Regions from separate parts of the Sus scrofa genome. Here region 1 is linked to region 2. Evidence: chromatin contacts called from public HiChIP or PLAC-seq data. All regions are on one chromosome and are shown on one strand. Each heading gives the region's core, a stretch centred on a gene start, on an enhancer-like site or on the middle of the called end of the contact. The rest is flanking DNA. Distances are from core to core; before and after follow the strand shown. Region 1 overlaps CASK (peripheral plasma membrane protein CASK). Region 2 overlaps CASK (peripheral plasma membrane protein CASK).

Region 1 (5,528 bases), core at 2,815-5,314, 120 kb after region 2:
GCAAGGGAATAGGAAGCAAAGTAAAATATACTGGTTTATGTGTCTTTTATTGTGCTGGGTGCTTGGCATGAATTATTATCATTTAATCCTCATTGCATTGTGATGGAACTAGCAACTATACTTTACATATGAGGGGATGCAGCAAGTTGGTAGACTTTTACTCCACAGGGATTGTCTGTGCTAAGACAGTGGTTTTCATTTTTATTTCATTCTGCCCAAGTACCATGGTTATGACTGAGATGTCTTTTGTTTAAAAGGGGGGGGCATTAATATGTATGTAGTGCAAAAAATTCTGCTTATCACTTATCAAAATTGTGTGATGTCAAAAAACCAAAAGCTTAACTAGGTTTCCAGCTATCACACATACTCTGTGTGTATACTCTATGAAGCTCTGCCTGAAACACAGACAATAATGCAGTAGTAAAGTATGCAGGTTAAAAAGAAGAAAAAACTAAATCAAAATAAAGCATCTCACCCTCATTAATTTTGCTTCTAGCCCAGGAAATGTATAAAGAACCAGCATAAGATGAGCTCTGGAAAAGGTTTCTAGTTGTGGTTTGGATACAGGTATTGATGATGCAGCGAATCACTTTTTGCTTTAGTAAGCCATCTAAGTTATTCCAGGAGCAACAGTTAACTATTGCTCAGAGTTACTGTTTAGTACTCAGTTAACTGTTATACTCTGTTTTGGTAATTCCACATGTAATTTTTTTCTTTTTGGTTGTAAAATATTTCAAATATACAAAAAAGCGAAAATACAACACCACCCGTCATCCAAATTGTGCAGATGTTAATGTTTTGGTCCTATTTGCTTAACTCTTCTCTTGTACCTAAACATAATCCAAAAAGTTAGACATACGAAAACTCATCCCGAGGTAGCCTCCTGCCTAGTGTATATCATTTTGATGTATATATTTATACTTTTATAACATAATTAGTATGAATAACAATGTACATTAGCTTTTGTTTTTAAATTTTACACAAACAGTATCCTTTTATAACTTTTTTCAAATTATGTTTATGTTGATACACGTAGATCCCACTCATTTATTTTCACAGATACACAGTGTTTTATTGTAAGAATAAACAACAATAGTTCAAGTCTCCATTTCCCCTAACAATGGGCCCTTAGGTGGTTTCCACTTTTTCACTATTAGAAACCACCCTCAAGTCAAGTCTCCTGTATGCCCTGTGCGCATGTGTGGAATTTCTCTAGAAGTAGAAATGCTTGGTTATAAAGGGTGTGCACATCTTCAGTTTATTTCACTTGTGACAAATCGATCTCCAAAGTGACTTTACACTTATCACACCACTAGTAAGATCTTCCTCTACCCACATCCTCATAAATACTTGGTTTTATCAGGTTTACTAACTTTCGCGGATCTGGGAGGTGATGAAATGGCATCTCCTTGTGGGTCTAATGTGTGCTTTCCTGATTACAAGTGACATGGCGCAGCAGCATCTCAAGGTTTTTTTGGTTTTGTTTTGTTTTTTCCCATCCAGGTTTCTTCTTGGGTGAATGACTTATTCATATCTACACATTTCCCCCTTTTCCCTGTAATGAGTTGCTTTTGCTTTTTTTCTTTTAAATTATTGAAATAATTGTTTATAAATTTTATATATTCATCTTTTGTGCTTTAAATGGGTTGCAAATAACTTCTACCCATATGGGATTGTCTTTTACTTTGCTTATGATTTTTTTTTTTTTTGCTTATGATTTCTTTTGCCAGACACCGTAAGCAAAGGAAAACATTTTCCAATCAGTAAATCTAGATGAACCCTGGCCCTTTGAAATATATATACTCCTCAAGCTAAAGAATTTGCAGATGAATTATCTTATAATTAGACAACTTGGCATCTGTCAGAAATAGTACATAGGTGTGCAAATCAGGTGTCCCCTGAGAACATGGAAATGTTTTCTCAGAGTTAAACTACAAAATTCAAATATCCGCTGGTGTGCAAACAATTTTAAAGCAATAGAAAGTCTCCTAGGCCAGAAGTTGACCTGTTAAATGTATCAACATATTTAAAGGAAGAATCGGCCATTCACTAGCAGGTTAGTGAGGGAAACTTGGAAAAATGGGGGAGAGGGGTTACTTAGAAAGATGTTGGTATTGCTCGTCCAAATAAAGTCCAGGGGAAGAGTCTTGACCAATGGACCGGGAGTATCATCCCACTGGTAAAACCATGGCAAGGAGTATGGTGGGGCTAGATCCAATAGGTCTTAGCCCAGTGACGTTTAATATTACTAATAATGAGCTGAGAGGCAGCATAACAGGTTAAAAGGGCAGCTGCTACAGGCAGACTGCCTGAGTTCAATTTCTGGCTCTACCACTTACTCTGTAACCTTGTATAAATGCTCTTTCTTCTACTGAAAAAATAAGAATGATAGTAGCAACTAACTCGCAGTGTTATGAAGACTAAATGTGTGAATAAATGTTCTTGGCCATTAGGAAACATTCAATATATGTTACTGAAATACTCAAACGCCAAGGGAAGATGGGGGAATCTATAAAATGGAAGATGACATCAGCACTAGGGAGATACACGGTAGAAGCTGACTTGGATCAAACGAGGTGAGGTGAAGCACTCACGAAGGGGAATTTAACCTCGGCTTTCACAATCACAGCTACGTCCAGGACAGGAGCTACAGCAGACCCATGCTTGTGCAAGTCAGAACCATACTCTGAAACGTGGGCAACTAGAAGAGGAGAGGATGCCAGAGGGACCGTTTGAAAGAAGGGGATTATTTATTCTTAAAATGTAAGATTAAAGGAAAGATGTTAGAGCAAAAATGTGCATAGCAGAGAGCAAGCAGAAAGAGGCCTGGTGAAGGATGGGAAGTGCACGCAGCATATCTCACCAGATTGGAGAAGAGGGTTTTCTAACAACTGCAGATCTCAAATGGAATAGAAAGCCAGTGAGTTATTTCTAACAGAAGTGTTTCAATAGAGTGTGGATCCTCAGCAGGCTGGGAAGGTAGCCAAGTATTTCGAGCATTTATTCAAGTTTGGATTAGATGTTCTTGAGATCCCTTTAATAGAAGTTTTGGGTTTTACAGAACATTCAATGCCTTAATAACGAGTGGCAACCAGGGCTGCCTGCGATCTTATTGCTGCATCATGTTGTGCCTGAACAGTCATGCCATCAGGTCCACTCAGATGTGTGCCGTTGTCGGGGGAGACCGGGGGACTCTCCATTGTGTGGTCAATGGTCCCCAAACAGTTTCGCAGAATCTTCTTTTGTAGCAGATTTGTCCCATGTCCCTTGATCAGCACCTCAAAGGCATCCACTAATATTTACTGCTAGAAAGATTGTTTAAACTCTATCTAAAATAAGTTGGTGGCTTCTGGGAATACTGTGACATTTATGTTAGGTGCACCGGTTTCTCTGCCTTCTTACCGACATTTGGCTTTGTTTCGTGTAATCAGAGTGGTCAAATGGGTTACCACACTGCATCATGAAATGGGGACATGGCACCTTCACTGTAAAACTGGCTCAATGGCGTAAACTCAGGTGAGAATGGTAATCACTCTGATGTGTGATATTTTCAAATTTTATCCAATGGCAAACTTCTGGACCAAAAGACAGTGTCTTCCATTAACTTTGCTGGCAATGCTGTTATAGGCCCTTTCCTGTTACAGACATTTCCTTTCTATGTTTCCTGCCTCTTCTCATGTTCTATCATCTATCAAGACTTTCTGCATACCCTCAATATGCCCTCCCCCGTTTTCTTCCTTTCCTGTACTCAGCAGCACGTCTTTCTCTTCCCCAGTTCAGTCTTATCTCTTTGTTTTACGACTTTCTCTTTTAATTGCCTTTCTCACAATTTAGTGCCCTCTTCTGTGTCCCCTGATCTGTCAGAAGCAGAAATGCTTCATTTTTTGTGTGGAAATTTGGTTTGTACTCAAAAGAAAAATACTGTTTCCGCTATATTAAAAACAACTTTCAGCTGGTTGCAAAGGGAACTGATGAGGTTTGCATGCATGTTCATATTCAGTTCCCCTTTGCGGCCAGCGAGACTTGAAAAACACTGGAACACACAGGGTCAGCTCTTGTGCGGACTGATTACAGAGTTCCAAATATATGTGGCAAGTAGTGAGAGGCGTCCGCCAAGTAAGTCAGTGAGGGTCTCATGCTCTGAGGTTGGCCCTTGTGATCCTGCAAATAAGTAAACCTCCAGTGAGAAGTACAACCTAGCGTGGTGGGGGGAAAAGCTACCAGAGGGGCAAGCTAATCATCTTTCTATATCCTTTCAGGCTCGAGTATCAGAGATGTCAAGCAATTATCTAGTTCTTAGGATCAAGTTAGTGGAAACAGACTTTTCTTCTAGTTTTAATGAAAAGCTAGATTAGTTCTGGAAACAGAAAAGGGCTATTTACAGAGGATAAGCAGTACAAAGGAAAATAGCATGGATTCATGATACTATTTTTTTTTTGGTCTTTTTGTCTTTTTAGGGCCACGCCCATGGCACATGGAGGTTCCCAGGCTAGGGGTCGAATCAGAGCTACAGCTGCCGGCCTACACCACAGCTACAGCCCCAGCAACCTACACCACAGCTCACGGCAACACCAGATCCTTAACCGAGGCTAGGGACTGAACTCGCGTTCTCAAGGATACTAGTCAGGTTCGTTAACCACTGAGCTACGATGGGAATGCCCATGATACTATTAATACAGGAAATAATCAAAAGAAAATGATACCTCCAAGACTGAAGTGGGGCACAGTGGGTATCCCTTTGCAAAGTAAACTTAACTTTTGTTTTTGGATATTATCCAAGAAACCATGGACTCTGAGGTATGCTTACTGTATTAATTCCTAAGCAGGAGCCAATGTACTGTACTTTGAGGGAAGAAAAATCTAGTTAGAACACTGTAGTCACAAGGACATTAAAAAAATGTGGTAGATTTAAATGCTCTGCAGCTCTTCCCATCCATAAGTGAAGTCTTTGCCTACCTCTTGAATACGAGCAGGTACTGTGATTGCTTTGACCAATAAAATGTGGTAGACATTGTATGGCATCTGAGCAAGATCTTAAAAGGCTTTGCGGCTTTCAGTTTTGTGCTCCCGGAACCCTGGGACCATCACGGTGGAAATAAATCCAGGGTGAAAGATCACATGGGGAGAGATATTCGGCCTGCACAAGCATCTCAGCTGAGGCTCCAGATACGAGTGGGCTAACTGTGGACCATTCAGCCTCGGATAACCAAGAAGCTGCATGAGTGACCCCAGGTGAGACTGGGAGAAGAACTGTCTGGCTGAACCCAGAAAAAACTGCAGGATTGAGAATGAACAAATGGTTGTTGTCATAAGCCACCAAGTCTGGGGTTGGTTTGGCATGCAGCAGCAGATAAATAATATTAATTTCTAAAAAGGTACCATCAAGTATAGTAAGTAGTTTAATCAACAAAAAAGACACTGCCTCAAATTATTTTGCTTAAAAGCTGTGTGTGTGTGTGTGTGTGTGTGTGTGTGTGTGTGTGTGTGTGTATCTGGGTGTGAAAGATACAGGGAGAGAGATTTACTTT
Region 2 (4,983 bases), core at 951-3,450:
TCTAGGTAACACATTTCAAAACTATGAATCCTGGAGCAAAAGTAGTTCTGTATTTTGTTTGAAATACAGTTTTAATTGAAGTTCCATACAAAGCCACCAAGAGGAGCTCAAGACCTGATATAATAGAAACCCCAATTGTCATGGCTCACTAAAAATATACTTGACATAGCTACAAATTCTTATACATATCTTCAATAGGTGATTTTTCTTGTGAAATTTCTATCACTACTAGAGACCAGAAGAAACATTATAATTTCTCCCTCAATTTCTCCTAAGTACAAATTCAATTTTCTACATGAGTTCCAATAAGTTGCCTCCCAATCTCAGCTGGAGGAAATGTGTACTTAATATTGATGTACACACGCTTGGAAGATGCACATGAAAGAACAAGCTTCAGAAAATAATATTCAAACTGAATGTGCAATGACCAACAGATGACACCATTTATGCTCGTTCATATTTCTAAATATAGAAATAACAAATTTTTAAATCTCACTTAATAACCAATATCAAACTGAATAACACAGGTTGGAGAAGCTACAATTTCTATAGCATAAGCCTACTGTAAGAAAGGAACTTTGGGTTTATATTACTCTAGAAAACTTACTTGTTTACAAATCAGATAACATTCTAAATTTAAACAATTTCACAGAAGGATGCAAAAGCCTCTCTTTCTCTAATAAAGTCAATTATCAATTCCTCGCAGACTCCACATCTATCTAGAGACCTGTCACAGTTATTTGAACAACTCTATCTTAACAGAAATAGACCACTTCTCAGATTCTTGGAAAGAAGAACTATCTATATGATTTCTTAACAAGGGAAGTGAATGTACTTCCTGGAAATTTTATTGCAATGATGATCTCTTTTTTCCCCTCCCAGAGACTCTATTTGTTCTTTATTAAGCCTCTGTCATTATTTGGAGCTTCTCTATAGTTTGCTTCGATTCCAGCCTGCAGTAAGTTAAAGTGCTGAGGAGATCCCCGTGGAAGCAGGGCTGAGTAGGTGGATGGGACCTACTCTGTTCCGTTATCTTTGTTGTAAAATTGGTGTGCAGTGATCAACAGCACAGGCAGAAACAATTTCCCAGAAAGCCAAAACATTCAGCCATCAGCAGACAGTTAGTTAAGAACCCAGAGGAGACGGGGTGTTTCGTTAGAGCTATTACCTCACAGGACGATGACTGAGTGCGGTAACTCGGCACGATCTTGAAGGTGATACTCCCCCGCATTTCCCGCTGGAGGAAGAAATGAGAGAGCTCTCTTAACAAACAAGTGCTGCGCACAAAAACATGTCAGGAACCACAGAAAATGTGTGGATGCAATTAATGCAAGCCAGCTGAGAGCGCACGGGCCTAAAACGAACCTGAGTTCCAAGAGCAGGGACTGCTCCCAGGGACGGTGGAAGTCGCTCCTGGGAAAAGCCCTGCCAAGTCAGGGCTGGTGGCCTTGCTCGTGTGGCAATGCTATAACAGACCTCCAACGGTTACCTCTCACAGGCATGAATAAAGAAATCTCTAGGTGAGATGCCTTTTAAAAGTGACTATGAATTGAACTGGATGGCAGAACAAGTAGTTAAATAAAAACTATGTTTGGGGGAGGTTCCGTCGTGGCGCAGCAGAAACAAATCCGACTTGGAACCATGAGGTTGAGGGTTCGATCCCTGGCCTCGCTCAGTGGGTTCAGGATCCGGCGTTCCTGTGAGCTGTGGTGTAGGTCGCAGACGCGGCTCGGATCCTGTGTTGCTGTGGTGTAGGCTGGCGGCTGTAGCTCCGATTTGACCCCTGGCCTGGGAACCTCCAGATGCCGAGGGTGCGGCCCTTAGACAAAACAAACAAACAAACAAAAAACCAACAACAACCCTATATTTGGTAGGCTACATTATGATGGTCTACTCCAATAATCTTGGCTTTATTTATTACTCTAGTGAGTCTGTGGTGCTTATGTCACCTTTAATAGATATTCATAACACGGGGAGGCTACTACACTGTGGTGCGAAGGTGGCCCAGGAGCAGAAGTCCAAAACATCTCTCGCTGCTTGGCAGGGCCTGTCATTCTGCCCCATCTCCCCCTCAATCCACAGCCTAATTTGAAAACAGATTTTGGATATCTATGTCAAAAATTGCCTGGTTTACCAGGCCTTTTCTTCCCTCTGTGCTGTAGGAGAAATCCAATACAGCTGGCTATGACTCAGCTAAACAGGAGAAACGTTTCTGACATTGCTGATGTCAGCACAGTTGAGGTCAGTGGGAAACTAATTCACGAGAAGGCACAAGTAGAAAGGTTTTAAGTATTTGCTGGATAAGAAAGCCGAGACAAAGGATTGAAAGGAGAACATCCAAGCCCACGCTGCTAAAGATGGACAACATGTTTCTAAACTGTGCTGCATGTAAACATTTTCCTAGTTAGTTTGCATGAATGTTGTTTAAGTTCAAGTCCACACAAATGATACTACCAGAGATACTCTGATAACCCTTTATTTGTGCATTAATAAACAAGTTAAGGAACTGAAAGTAATCTTAGGAAAAGAAACTTTCATTTACTCACAAGCATTTTTTGCAGCTGTTCCACTGTTTGGTTAGCCACACTGATGCCATTGATTTCTCGAATTTCATCTCCGACATGAAGTGTTCCTAAGGAATTATACAAAATTATAAACATGCAATGATATATACTTTTATAATAATCAAATCCAAAGGCAGTAATGTAACTTTTAGCCTTAAGCTAAATATTGGAGGCCAATAAGAACCAAGTACAAGTTAGCTTTACACAGTAAACTCACCAAAACAGGTATATCTACTTATGGAACACACAGTTTTGAAAGAAGGCTCTGAAAAATCTGTTTATTTTTTGGAGAGAGGCAGTGTGTACATAATGGTTTAAAAGTACATCTTCTAGGAGTTCCCGTCGTGGCACAGTGGTTAATGAATCCAACTAGGAACCATGAGGTTGCGGGTTCGGTCCCTGGCCTCGCTCAGTGGGTTCAGGATCCGGCACTGCCGTGAGCTATGGTGTAGGTCGCAGAGCAGCTCGGATCCCACGTGGCTGTGGCTGTGGCGTAGGCCATTGGCTATAGCTCCGACTGGACCCCTAGCCTGGGAACCTCCATATGCTGCGGGTGCGGTCCTAGAAAAGATGAAAAGACCAAAAAAAAAAAAAAAAAAAAGTACATCTTCTAGATGCAGCCTGTCCGGGTTCATATCTCTCTCTGCTTTATCACTTGTTAGCTTTAAGATTTTGGGTAACTTCCTGAAACTCTCCATGTCTTGGTTTTCACATTGTAAAATGGAGATGAAAACAGTACTTATCTCATAGGACTGTGAGTATTAAATGAGTTTAATACACGCAGAGGGCTTAGAAATGTTCTTGACACAGTCAGGGCCATTTAAATGTTTGCTGTTATTATTACCATTATTATCTACCAAATATGATACAAAGACTGTTGATTTTCAAAGAACTGTGATATGATAATACCTATGTAACACTAAACTTACATTAGACATACTGTAATCTTTTAATTATTTGGTAGGCATTTCAGAGTCCTGTAATACCTCAATGAGAAAAAGTGACTGAGAACCAATGGTTAGGTACTGTTATGTAAAATTTTAATTCCTTATTAATCAATTGTGCACATGTTTACTTACTGACCTTGACTTCATCATGGAAAGCTCATGATATATTTAAGATATATATATATATAGATAGATATATATAGATATATATATAAAATGCTAAATAAAATAAGACACCTGGCATTTGCTCCAAGGTAATCCAGGGTGGTGGACAGTAGAGCAAATACAGATGAAACCAGTGGGGCCATGAATTTAACAATAATTCTACCTGGGTTATGGGTATGTGGGTGATTGCTGCACTATTCTTTCCACTTTACTTGAACTCACTGCACTGTTCTCTCTACTCATGTTTAAAAATTAACATGAGCTAATAAAACATAATAAATAGTAAAACACAAAATAAAAATTGGGGGACTTTTGCCTCCAATACAACTGACTAGGCACTCTAGAATTTCTCACAACTATATCCTGTCTGAGGCACATCTCTTGAAGTGTTACTGGTCTTACAAAAGGAATGCAGATCCCCAGGAATACTTCCCACTTGCATCCCCACTCGCCCCTGGGCAGTAAAGAACCTTGTGAGCTGGATCTGGAGTGGTGACAAACTAAGGGCAGAATGAAATAATGGGAGAGGTAAACGCCATAGCAGCAATGCCAGCTGCTGGCTGGATTTTTAACCTTGGGCCAAAAGCAAGTTAGAAAAGCTGAGCCTAGGATTTTGTAGGGAGCCAAGACCCAGATCACTGGCACTCTGCAGCATCTGGGAGAACAAGGAACAAACCCTTTCTGGAGGAAAGCATTCCCAGTTCAAGACCACAGGACTTAGACGGATTTGAATGAGCAATAAGCTTACAAAGATCACCAAACATGCAATAAAGCAAACTACCCTGCAAGTCATCAGAAAGAGAAAAGACAGATTTAGATCCTCAAGGAGGATACACATTGGAATGGTCAAATAGAGCATATAAGAATACCTCATTTTCTTGTGCCTTGCTTTAATGAGCCTTAAAGATAATGCATTTTTTTTTGAAACAAATGGAATGTTTGTGGCAAGCCCGTGTTGAGCAAGTCTACCTGCACAATTTTCCCACCAGTATTTGCACACTTCATGTCTCTGCATCACATTTTGGTAATACTCATTAATATTTCAAACTTTTTCACTATTATGACGTTTGTTATGGTGATCTTTGATGAGTGATCTTTAATGTTACTATTGTAATTGTTTTGGGGGTCTCAAGAACTGGGCTCATATAAGATGGCAAACTTGATTGTTGAAACAGCAACAAAGGATTTAGAATGTTACATAACTTAGTTGATAAAGGAATGGCAGCGTTTGAGGACAGACTCTAATTTTTAAGGAGGGTCTACTGTGAGTAAAATGCTATCAAAGAGGACTACATGCTACAGAGAAA

What was found. HiChIP or PLAC-seq counts read pairs in DNA pulled down with a chosen protein or histone mark.
Region 1: a contact with region 2 is called in an H3K27ac HiChIP or PLAC-seq map of alveolar macrophages. The contact joins two enhancer-like sites. A contact is called at or near these places in 16 of 47 Hi-C or Micro-C datasets (alveolar macrophages, blood, brain and 10 more) and 2 of 2 datasets of contacts at active chromatin or transcription factors (alveolar macrophages and skeletal muscle).

The regions. Positions count from the first base shown.
Region 1 is chrX:37,317,132-37,322,659 of Sscrofa11.1, forward strand. The region is part of intron 5 of CASK (peripheral plasma membrane protein CASK); the gene reads right to left. Among named protein-coding and RNA genes, the nearest start is that of GPR82, 8.8 kb to the right of the region's middle. Within about 2 kb of position 4,065, at least 10 of the 83 cell types and tissues checked have an H3K27ac peak or open chromatin away from gene starts, as enhancers often do. A contact at or near this core is called in alveolar macrophages and retroperitoneal adipose tissue, where this site is marked.
Region 2 is chrX:37,202,626-37,207,608 of Sscrofa11.1, forward strand. It overlaps CASK (peripheral plasma membrane protein CASK), which reads right to left. Exons shown (of 26, transcript XM_003360270.5): 17 at 2,547-2,632; 18 at 1,169-1,237. Among named protein-coding and RNA genes, the nearest start is that of GPR34, 100 kb to the right of the region's middle. Within about 2 kb of position 2,201, at least 11 of the 83 cell types and tissues checked have an H3K27ac peak or open chromatin away from gene starts, as enhancers often do. A contact at or near this core is called in alveolar macrophages and retroperitoneal adipose tissue, where this site is marked.